Regions from separate parts of the Sus scrofa genome. Here all the other regions are linked to region 1. Evidence: chromatin contacts called from public Hi-C and HiChIP or PLAC-seq data. All regions are on one chromosome and are shown on one strand. Each heading gives the region's core, a stretch centred on a gene start, on an enhancer-like site or on the middle of the called end of the contact. The rest is flanking DNA. Distances are from core to core; before and after follow the strand shown. Region 1 holds the start of CLIC4 (chloride intracellular channel protein 4). Region 2 overlaps CLIC4 (chloride intracellular channel protein 4). Region 3 has its middle 35 kb from the start of CLIC4.

The links. Hi-C and Micro-C count contacts between places; a contact is called where the count stands out from the background. HiChIP or PLAC-seq counts read pairs in DNA pulled down with a chosen protein or histone mark.
Region 2: a Hi-C map of liver shows a contact between it and region 1, with 4 times the contacts expected there. The contact joins the enhancer-like site here to the promoter of CLIC4 in region 1. A contact is called at or near these places in 6 of 47 Hi-C or Micro-C datasets (embryonic fibroblasts, fibroblasts, heart right ventricle and 1 more).
Region 3: a contact with region 1 is called in an H3K27ac HiChIP or PLAC-seq map of skeletal muscle. The contact joins the enhancer-like site here to the promoter of CLIC4 in region 1. A contact is called at or near these places in 12 of 47 Hi-C or Micro-C datasets (alveolar macrophages, embryonic fibroblasts, fetal heart ventricle and 6 more) and 1 of 2 datasets of contacts at active chromatin or transcription factors (skeletal muscle).

The regions. Positions count from the first base shown.
Region 1 is chr6:82,399,317-82,402,545 of Sscrofa11.1, forward strand. CLIC4 (chloride intracellular channel protein 4) reads left to right here and starts at 1,725. Exons shown (of 6, transcript XM_021095589.1): 1 at 1,725-2,103. The coding sequence starts at 2,032.
Region 2 is chr6:82,434,445-82,437,920 of Sscrofa11.1, forward strand. All of the region lies in intron 1 of CLIC4 (chloride intracellular channel protein 4), which reads left to right. Among named protein-coding and RNA genes, the nearest start is that of CLIC4, 35 kb to the left of the region's middle. Within about 2 kb of position 1,732, at least 9 of the 83 cell types and tissues checked have an H3K27ac peak or open chromatin away from gene starts, as enhancers often do. A contact at or near this core is called in liver, where this site is marked.
Region 3 is chr6:82,364,137-82,367,761 of Sscrofa11.1, forward strand. No RefSeq gene overlaps it. Among named protein-coding and RNA genes, the nearest start is that of CLIC4, 35 kb to the right of the region's middle. Within about 2 kb of position 1,710, at least 20 of the 83 cell types and tissues checked have an H3K27ac peak or open chromatin away from gene starts, as enhancers often do. A contact at or near this core is called in retroperitoneal adipose tissue, skeletal muscle and subcutaneous adipose tissue, where this site is marked.

The DNA of each region.
Region 1 (3,229 bases), core at 475-2,974:
CTTCGTTGGATTCGTTAACCACTGCGCCACGACGGGAACTCCTTTTTTTTTTTTTTTTGGTCTTTTGTCTTTTTTTTTGTTGTTGTTGTTGTTGTTGTTGTTGCTATTTCTTGGGCCGCTCCCGCGGCAGGGAACTCCTTAAACTACTTTTTAAACTTCGAACCCACAACCTCACGGTTGTTTGTTGAATTCGTTTCCGCTGTGCCACAATGGGAACTCCAGGGGGTTAGGTTTCTTTAACAGAGTGTCCCTGCAAGAATATTTGAGCACCTGGTTATGGACTGGGGGGGGAAGAAGCTGCAGGTTTCACTGTATTTTCACACACATGTTGTTTGTTCAAACATTCTGACAAGTGCTATGCCTCGAGGATGTGGGAGATAAACCTAATGTCTGGCCATCTCAGGACTCGGCATTCAACTTAAACCTGGGAAGTGGGCGTGGGGGGGTGAGGGTGGGGTGGGGTAGTAGCTGGGTCATGTTTGAGGGAAATTCAGAAGAGGGAACAAACAAATAACTTTTCAGAGGGGGTGACATTTGCCTCAGGCATTCAAGGGTAGCAAACCCAGAGCCAGCGCCTACCTCCTACCTGGCTCAAGGTATCACAGCCCTTGCCCTCGGGGGCTTCAAACCCTAGTATGGTTTTTCCAGTTTGAGGACGACCTACATCAAAATGTCCCAGGGCTTTCTTTCTTTTTTTTTTTCCTTGTCTTTTTGAGGGCGGCCCCCATCGCATATGGAGGTTCCGGGGCTAGTGGTCTAATTGCAACTGTGGCTGCCGACCCACACCACATCCACAGCAACACCAGATCTCAACTGCGTCTGCAATCTGCATCGCAGCTCACGGCAATGCCGGATCCTTAACGTGCTGAGCAAGGCCAGGGATTGAACCCTCAACCTCATGGTTCCTGGTTTTCCTGGTCAGATTCATTTCCGCTGCCCCACAACGGCAACTCCTCCCAGGGCTTGTTAAAATGTGAATTCCTCTCTTCCCCATAGGAGGAGACTCAGAGAACTGGGTAAAGCAGGGTTGGATGTAGCACCAGGTGATCCTGATGCACATTCAAGTTTGCCACGTGAATACGGAAAGAAATTACGCCAGGAAAGGAGAACCTCATGGACCATGGCTTGGGAATCCTTCGAAACATTCAGCCACTGGAGGATGCAGTTCCAGACTGTAGGCTTTCGGAAGAAGAGGGGGATCCCCGCCGCGCTTATAACCGGGGGCCTGGAACACTGTAAGGCCTCATATATATTTGCTCGTACGCTGGCTCCCAAGACAGAAGTGACAGGAGAGTCAAAGGGAAAAAACAAGTAAGAAGAGAGAGAGAGAAAAAAAAGGTGTTTCTAAGGGGATGACAACTTTCCGAAAAGGGAAAAGGGAGCTCCGCCTAACGGAGTTGAGGAGGCGACCGCTGCGGTCAAGGGCGATGAGTCCTGGGGGCTGCTGCAGGGGGAGGGCGGGAGGCGCCTTCTCGCTTCCCCAGGCCGGCCGAAGGCTGAGGTCACCTGGCAAAGCGCCAGCAGCAGCTGCAAGGACTCGCCAGCGCTTCGGCGGGAGGCGGTGTCAGGCGCTGGTCCCCAGGGGACTTTCCCTCCCGCCCCCTCGGGAGGCGTGGCTCGGAGTCCTGCCCGCCACCCGCCTGAGACTTGGCAATTTTAGGAGCCCTCCAAGGCCACGCCCTCCAGCCTAGGTCCAGCCCCCTAAAGCTGTCGGTCTGCCTCCCCAGCCTAAAGCCAAGCACTCGAGCCCCGGCAGCCCCCTTTCCTCCGAAGAGTCCGGAGAGGCTGGGCTTTTGGCCCCGCCCCAACCGAAGCCCCTCCCCGGGCCACGCCCCACGACTTGAAGAGGCTTGGGCTGCCGCCGCCTCAGAGTCGCGCGCGGGGCGTGGGGCGGTGCGGAGGAGCCGATCCTAAGGCAAGGTTGACGCCGGGACTGTCCAGGGAGGCGCAGCGTGGCGGGAGCCCGAGCCAGAGCAGCCCCAGAGCTGAAGCAGCCGTCGTCGCCGTCCGCGGAGCCCAGCCGAACCGGCCATGGCGTTGTCGATGCCGCTGAACGGATTGAAGGAGGAGGACAAAGAGCCCATCATCGAGCTCTTCGTCAAGGTGAGCGCTCGCCGCCGTCCCGCCCCGCCGAGTGCTCGGCGCCCGCCTGGCCGCGGGGGGCGGCGTCCCCTGCCGCTCCTCAGCCCCGGCGCCCCCGCAGCGCCCCCGCGCGGCGCTCCTCACCGGGAGGGAGGGAATCTCTGCCCCCGCGCCCCCGGCCCATTGTCTTGGGCCCACCCGCCCCTTCCCGCCACGGAGGCCGTCGAGGGAGCCGGGGTGGGACGGGGACCCCAGAAAGCCAGCGCTCCCGGCCGCCGGCAGCGCCTCCAGCGGCGCGGGCCCCGGCGGACGCAGCACCGTCGTCCCGCGTCCGGGTGGGACTAGCTGCCCCCCTCGGCCCCTGGGACCCTGGCGGGGTTGGGCCCTGTCACCACCACCCTCCCTCCGCCACCGCCCGGGCCCGACCCCACCCCACCCCTGAGCTCTCCAAGTTCACCCCCGGCCAGGGGGGCGAAGCCTGGAGCCCGTGGTGAGCTGATGAACTGAACTTTGAACGCTTTCTAGAAGAGCGTTTCACTCTCGGCTGGTAGGAAACCGTAACTTTAATTTTCGGTTCCATCTGAAAAATTTTTTTCTAAAAAGAGCAGGCAGTCCTGCGCCTACGGAAAAGACCGAGATTCCCAACTGAGGTTTTCCTGCCTTAGGTATTTTACCACCATCTGGTTTTCTTGTTTCTCAAGCGCGAAGTGTTTTGTATGATGCAATATTTTGGCTGCTCCCCTCGGTGTTGTTGCCTCGGGAAAGATCGTGTGTGCCCTTTTGTTTTGAAAGAAAAGCTGGTGAGGGAAAGAATTCCGAACTTGCTTGGACTTTAAAGGGTTGATTTTTTTTTTCCCCCTTTGTCTCTTCAGTTTTTATATCCTGGAACTACCATATTTGCTGATAATTACCACCCTTAGCCCTTTCCTATTTTTCTTCAACATTTTTCATTTTACCAAAGGAGAGAGAAGTTATGAACATCTGGATCCAACTGGCTCCCTCAAAACTTCTTTAAAATCCTCGAGATTTTTCTTTCTTGGTCCCTTACTTAAGCAGACTCATGCAGAACTAGGCTCTGAATTGGAGAGTTAAGAGAAATCCAGAACAATTTTTTTTTTCCTTGAATTTTTAAAGGAAAAAAACAAAA
Region 2 (3,476 bases), core at 482-2,981, 35 kb after region 1:
TAAACAGGCCCAGAAAGGTTAAATCACTTTTTCAAAGTCACACAGCTAGTAAGTGCTGGAGTAGTCTGGGAGTCTGGTGCTTAATCACCATCCTCTGCTGAGTGAGAGGATATTAGCTAGATTAACACATGTGAAGAGTTTGTTTTGGGAGAGTTTAGAGTTCATCTTCAATATGGTAAATGTTTCATATGAACTCTAACAGCTTACCCTGCAGTTTCATGTTAGCTGGATGTCAAATCCTCATGTAATTTCAAATTAATCAGTTCTCTAAATTGAACAGGCTCTCATTTAGAGAGTAGACTTCCTGAATTGGTGATACTGAACAAGGGAATGGTAGCAACTGAGGTCTTTTCAATGTCCTTTGGCTGTTTTATTTATAGGGACAGAGCTTGGGATGGGGTAATTCTTCCACTGTATATCCTTTGACTTTATTTGTAGAATTATTTCTGTGATATGGTTTTGGCCAGGAAACAATGACATATTCTTTGCATGGCCAGGATTTTTGACATCTTCTTAAACAAAAGACATTTTTTGGGAGTTATCTTGTGGTACTGTGGGTTTAGATCTGGCATGGTCAGTGCTGTGGCACGAGTTCAGTCCCTGGCCTGGCAACTTCCACATGCTGCAGGCATGCCTGGAAAAAAAAAAAAAAAAGAAAAGAAAAGAAAAGAAAAGATATCTTTGCTTCACTCCATTTAGTGGACCATTTAAACTTTACATAGACCATATTTCTTAAAGCGTTAGGGCATATATATGTCATTTGGAAGAACTTAGTTTGGAAGTTACTTAGATTCTTTCCTCACTCCTATTTTCTGAAGTAATTAAGTAATCTAGGGATTTTAATAACTGAGTGCAGGAACTGAAGAATTGTTGTTAGGCCTTAAATTCTGTCCATGAAGTATCTTTAAAGCCAGGTAACAGTTATTAAACTCTTACCATGTGCCAGGAACTGTGTGCACCCTAACTGATTTGATCCTCATAATATCATGGTGGTAGGAAGTTAAGTTTCAGAGATGTTAAGTAATTTACTGAAGATCACACAGCTAATAAGTAGTGAAGTCAGGATTCAAATCCAGGTATGTCTGATTCTCAATCTTGTTATTTCCTTATTTCTTCTGTACTCTGCAGACCCCATAGAAAGATAACAGCTTATAAACCTTTAGGGCTCTAAACTTTAGTTCCAGCATGTGTTTAGTAAAAACTCTGAGGAAGTAGATAATAGAAGCCCGGTGACTTTGCCCATTTAGTGTGTGTTTTTTGGTGACTTTTAAGTTAATCTAAATCAGAGGAAGCTATTTTGTGAATTTAGACAGCTAATGCAGATAGAATCCCTGCTAAAGGTAAGTGAGGTCTTAAACTTTTGAAGTCCATTCTTTTGGCTGTACATGTTCTCATACATTCCCTAGAAAACGGGTCAAGGAAAGTAAGTTAATGGTCAGGAGCCTATTCTTACCTTCAGATCCCAGCTTCTCTTTCTCTAGCCCTAGTCATAATAACCCCTCACCCCCTGTGCCGTAAACACAAGAAAATAGAGGGGAACCAAGTTAAAACTCTCTTTCTAGAGTGTTTTAAAATCTGACTATTCCTAAAACTGATTAAACTGGGTTTTCTAAGTGAGCAGTTCCTTAACCTTGAATTAGTAAAACATTAAAATGTTTATGACATCTACCACTGACCCTTCTTCTGTAACATAGGAGTTAGTCCAGCAGTTTCTCATTAAATACTGGTATTAGGCAATTCAAGAATTACAACAGAGGTCCTGGGATGAGGGTGAGGGGTGGGGAGGCAGGGAGAGGAATAGTGAGTGTGTGAGAAGAAACCTAGATAGCATATTAAACAAAACCAGCCCTTTTATAAGAACAAAACCTTAATCAGTGCTGAGATTTATTGTTTATCTGGAATTGGCAGTTATTTCTGTGTTAGTGGTATTGTTCACATTTTTGCTTTGATTATTTAGGTTTTCTAATTTTTTTGGCTTTCTAATTTTAAGAAAATATTATAGATATGTTTTTGTAATGTATAATCATAATTTAAAAACTATTTATCCCAAATCAAAATTTTGTCTATTATGTATCTATTTATAGTTGTAATCTATGTGTATATATTTTTGAAATGGCTTTATTGAGGTATAATTTATATATTCACTTCACTCATTTAAAGTGTACAATTCAATGGGATTTTTGGTATATACACAGTTATGCAGTCATCACCACAGTCTAATTTTAGAACATTTTTATCACTCCCGGAAGAAACTCTGTACCCTTTAGCAGACATTCCCAACACTTCTTCCCTTCCTCCCACCGCACCCCCCCCCCCCCCCCCCCGCCCCAGCCCTGGGTAACTGCTAATCTCCTTTCTGTCTCTGTGGTTTTGCCCCCCCCCCCTTTTTTTTCTTTTTCTGCCATACCTATGGCATTAGGTCAGGGATCTAATCCGAGCCAGAGCTGAGACCTACACCACAGCTGCGGCAATACTGGATCCTTAACCCACTGTGCCACAACAGGAACTCTGTACTTGCCTATTTTGGATATTTCATGTAAATGGAGTTGTAGAATATGTGTTCTTTTATGACTGGCTCCTTCTACCTAGCATAATTTTTCAAAGTTCATCCAAGTTACAGATGGCATATGTCAGTACTTCATTGCTTTTTATTGTCAAATAATATTCCGTTATATGTATATACCACCTTTTATATATTTTTATTTTGCTTTTTAAATTTAATACTTCTACATTAAATACTTCTGAGAAACTTCCACTTCTGGGAGGATGGAACGGATGGTGTCTGAGTTTTTTTGATTTTTGCTTCATGCATCCCAGACTTGGAGTTCTAGAAGCCAGCAAGGAGTTCCTGTTGTGGTGCAGTGGAAACAAATCCAACTAGTATTCATGAGGATGCAGGTTCTATCCCTGCCCTTGCTCAGTGGGTCAGGGATCTGTTGTTGCTGTGTGCTGTGGTATAGGTTGTAGATGCGGCTCACATCCTGCATTGCTGTGGCTGTGGCGTAGGTCCACAGCTGTAGCTCCAATTGGACCCATTGCCTGGGAATTTCCATATGCTGTGGGTGTGGCCCTAAAACACACACACAAAAAGGAGCCAGCAACGTGGAAATACCAACAGTTGCAGACAACTCCCCCGCCCCCATCAACAACAAAAAACAACCAAAACCCGAAAACGACCAACCAAGACTGATCTCTAGCCAAAAAGCCAGGAAAGGGGCAGCCTAGGCAAGAGTAAAGCTTTCAGACAATAGCTGCTCTACTCCAAACACCACAGGAAAAATCTATGGTGCTACCTCCACCCATGCCAGCAAAGGCCAAATGGGTTAGCTCTGGCTTCTACCCTCTGGTGGTGTGTAGTATCATATTACAGATCCTTTACCGGCGGGCTGTGGAGCCCATCTTCTGAGCTTTTTATTTCATTTATTATATTTTTTAGTTCTTAAATTTCTGGCTCTTTATATCTTGAATTTCTTTGC
Region 3 (3,625 bases), core at 460-2,959, 35 kb before region 1:
GGGAAAACTGAGGCCAATCTTGCGTAAAAGCTTGGTTGGTTGGTTAATTTTTTTATCTGTTTTATTCACTTCCTCATCCCTGTCACCTAGAATAATGTGTGTCACATAGTAGGCATTCAATAAACATTTGTAGAATGAACGACTGATTCTTTGAATAAATGTGGTACTTAGCATTGCAGCAGCAAGCTGCTGTCAGGAGTTTCTGTTGAGGCTCAGCGAGTTAAGAGCCTGACTAGTATTCATGAGGATGCAGGTTCGATTCCTGGCCTCGCTCAGTGGGTTAAGGATCTGGCTTTGCTGCAAGCTGTGGTGTAGGTTGAAGATGTGTCTTGGATCTGGTGTTGCTGTGAGTTTGGTATAGGCTGGCAGCTGCAGCTCTGAGTCGGACCTTAGCCTGGGAACTTCCTTATGCCTCAGGTGCGGCCCTAAAAAGAAACAAACAGAAAACCAGTAAGAAAGCTGGCTGTCAGAAGAGGGTGTCTTCTCCAGCTCCTGACATAACATGTGGGAGGACCACATGGGTCAGAGTTCCCGTCGTCGTGGCTCAGTGGTTAGCAAATCCCACTAGGGACCGTGGGGTTGTGGGTTCGATCCCTGGCCTCGTTCAGTGGGTTAAGGATCCGGCGTTGCTGTGAGCTGTGGTGCAGGTCGCAGACGAGGCTCAGATCCTGAGTTGCTGTGGCTGTGGTGTAGGCTGGCGGCTACAGCTCCGGTTGGACCCCTAGCCTGGGAACCTCCATATGCCTCGGGAGCAAAAGAGAAAAAAAAAAAAAAAGTAGCTTGTCAAAATATAACCTCAGAAGGCGGACAGGCTCTCACAGACACAATATTCAATATGTTTTCCCCAACACACACACACACACACACACACACACACACACACACCAAGCATCACTTTAGTTACAAAGACAGAACCGCCTCAGTCTCCTTAAGCATAAATGGGAGGCAGGAGGTGGGGAGGTTCCTGGCAGGATGCTTGTGTGAGGGCAAAGGGTAGGAAAAGCAGCTGGAGCTCCAAGGGGCCAGAAACACACCAGAAAATAAAAAATGACATTATTCGCCACCACCCCTGCCCATCTGGTCCGCATGCCCACATTTTTCTCCCTTTCGCTGATCACGAGCTTTCTCAGGGCTCCCGGCTGCCTCAGCCCCAGCTTTATAGGTCCTCTCAGTTCCAACACCCAACAGAGGCCAGGATCTAGGTTTCAATTTCAAATTCTAGGAACGTGAATGTGATTGGCCAGCTGGGACGGGGTGCTGCCTCTGGTCCAGAGGCCACCAGCCATGCCCAGGGTTTTAGAAGCAGACTTTGAGACCGGGGTGTGGGTGGCTTCTGGATGTGGAATATGGAAGGTGAAGGAAGTGGTCTCTCCCCAGTCCAGCCGACTGATCTAATCCCTTCCCAGCCCACATCCTTCAGACAAGAAGTCTTGATCATCTCCCCTAACGGCACCCACACAGCACAATGTCATCCATTGTCCCTTGTTACTCATTATGGATTGAGGGCTCGTAAGTCATCCCTTCTTGTGAACTACACGCTGCTCATTTGCTCACGTCTATAGCTACAGCATTTACACAATTTTACATCAAGGCGACCACCTGCTGCTTCCTTCTCCTCCTTTGGCTGCAAACCTCATATGAGAGAGGATCTGATTGGTTCTCCCACTCCAACTTGTCAGGGCTTCTCCTGTTGGCCAGAGCATTCACTCCAGCTCCCCCACTGGCTGCCAGCCAACCAATAGGATGGCTTTCTGAGGACCAGAGGCCCGCCCATCCGTGGACAGTAATGGTTGGGGTCGTGTTTTAGCTTTGGCTTCTGCAAGTGTTTCCTCCTCTTGTTCTGATTTTTCTATGGGCCCAGACCAGTTCCCTATGTTCCTACCCCCCCCCCCCCAATTCCTTGTTTCATTGTTCACGGAGGTTTATTTTTCTCCTTCCTGCCGTTTCCCCACCTTTTTCCTGGCAATCGAACATTTTGGACACAGCTCTGTTCATTTCAAGCAATAGCCACAAGTATCACTTTGAGCGAGTCCCTCTTTGAGCCTCAGTTTTCCCGTGTGTAAATTGGGGCTACTTATTTCCATCTCACAGAGTTATTGTGGCATGAAAGGAGTCCATGTATGAGCGAGGTCTTGTCACAGAACTGGACCTTAAACAAACTCGGTGTTGGTCCTGCCTTTTGGCATCAGCCCTTCGTTAAAGTGGTCCAAAGTCCTGAGGGACAGAGCTGGACCAGGAGAGAGAAGAGGTTTGAGTTCACGCCACAGCTGGGCATCTAACTTGCTGTGTGATCTTGGGAAATTCCCTTCCCTTCTCTGGGATCAGTTTCCTCATCCGACAAGTGAGAGTTGGAGCAGAGGAGGATTTCTCAGACTGCAAAATGGGTTTAATAGCATACCATACACAAAAAGAGAAAGAGGTCAGCTAGACCTCTTGGGGAAAGCCATTTAACACCTATTGGAACAGTAAAAGCTCTGGGTCTGTGCTGTCCAATATGGTGTCCTCTAGCCACATGTGATTATTTATTTCGGCTGTGCCCACAGCATATGGAAAGTTCCCAGGCCAGCTATCGAACCCAAGCCACAGCAGTGACTATGCTGAATCCTTAACTGCTAGGCACCAGGGAACTCACCACATATGATTATTTAGATTCTGTTAACTAAAAGAACTAGAACTGGGAGTTCCTAATGTGGTGCAGTGGGTTAAGAATCCAACTGCAGGAGTTCCTGTCATGGCTCAGTGGTAACAAACCTGACTAGTATCCATGAGGATGCAGGTTTGATCCCTGGCCTTGCTCAGTGGGTTAAGGATCTGGAGTTGCCACGAGCTGTGGTATAGGCTGAAGATGTGGCTCAGATCTGCTGTTGCTGTGGCTGTGGCATAGGCTGGTGGCTGCAGCTCCAATTCCACCCCAGTCTGGAAACTTACATATGCCATGGGTGTGGCCCAAAAAAGACAAAAGAAAAAAAAAGAATCCAACTGCAGTGGCTCAGGTTACTGTGGAGGCACAAGTGTGATCCTGGCCAGCACAATGGGTTAAAGGGTCTGGTATTGCTGCAGCTCAGATTCAATCCCAGGCCCAAGGACTTCCATATGCCCTGGTGTGACCATAAAAAAAAAAATGAACTAGAACTTAGAATTCAGTTCCTCCTTGGCCACATTTCCAGTGCTCAGTGGACCCCTGTGGCCGGTGGCACCAACTTGCACAGCATCTTCTCTTGCTCTCAGGATGGTGTCTGATGGTGCTGCAGTGAGGGGAGGCTGCTTCACTTTAACTCAGCACTTCCCACATGCATTTGATCACACTACCTCTATGGTACATCTATGACCAGCGTAAGGAATAAAACTGCTCCCAGGAATGTGATCTGGAAGATACTGAGCTGGAGGATGTCTCGGGCCTTCCAACACCAAGAGCAGAAAAGGGGAAATGTCCTGGCAACCGAATTCCTCTTTGGGGAGGAAACCACCTGTTTCCAGCAGTTCTTTTGGCTAAAAAACATTGCAATCGTGAGAAGCGATCCCCGTCAATGCAGCTAGGATGCCCTGGGAAGGGGAGTGGACCGAGAACCTCATTGTTCAGGATAGTGAAAGAAGTGGAATTTAGAGGGGGAGATGGAAGGGAGAT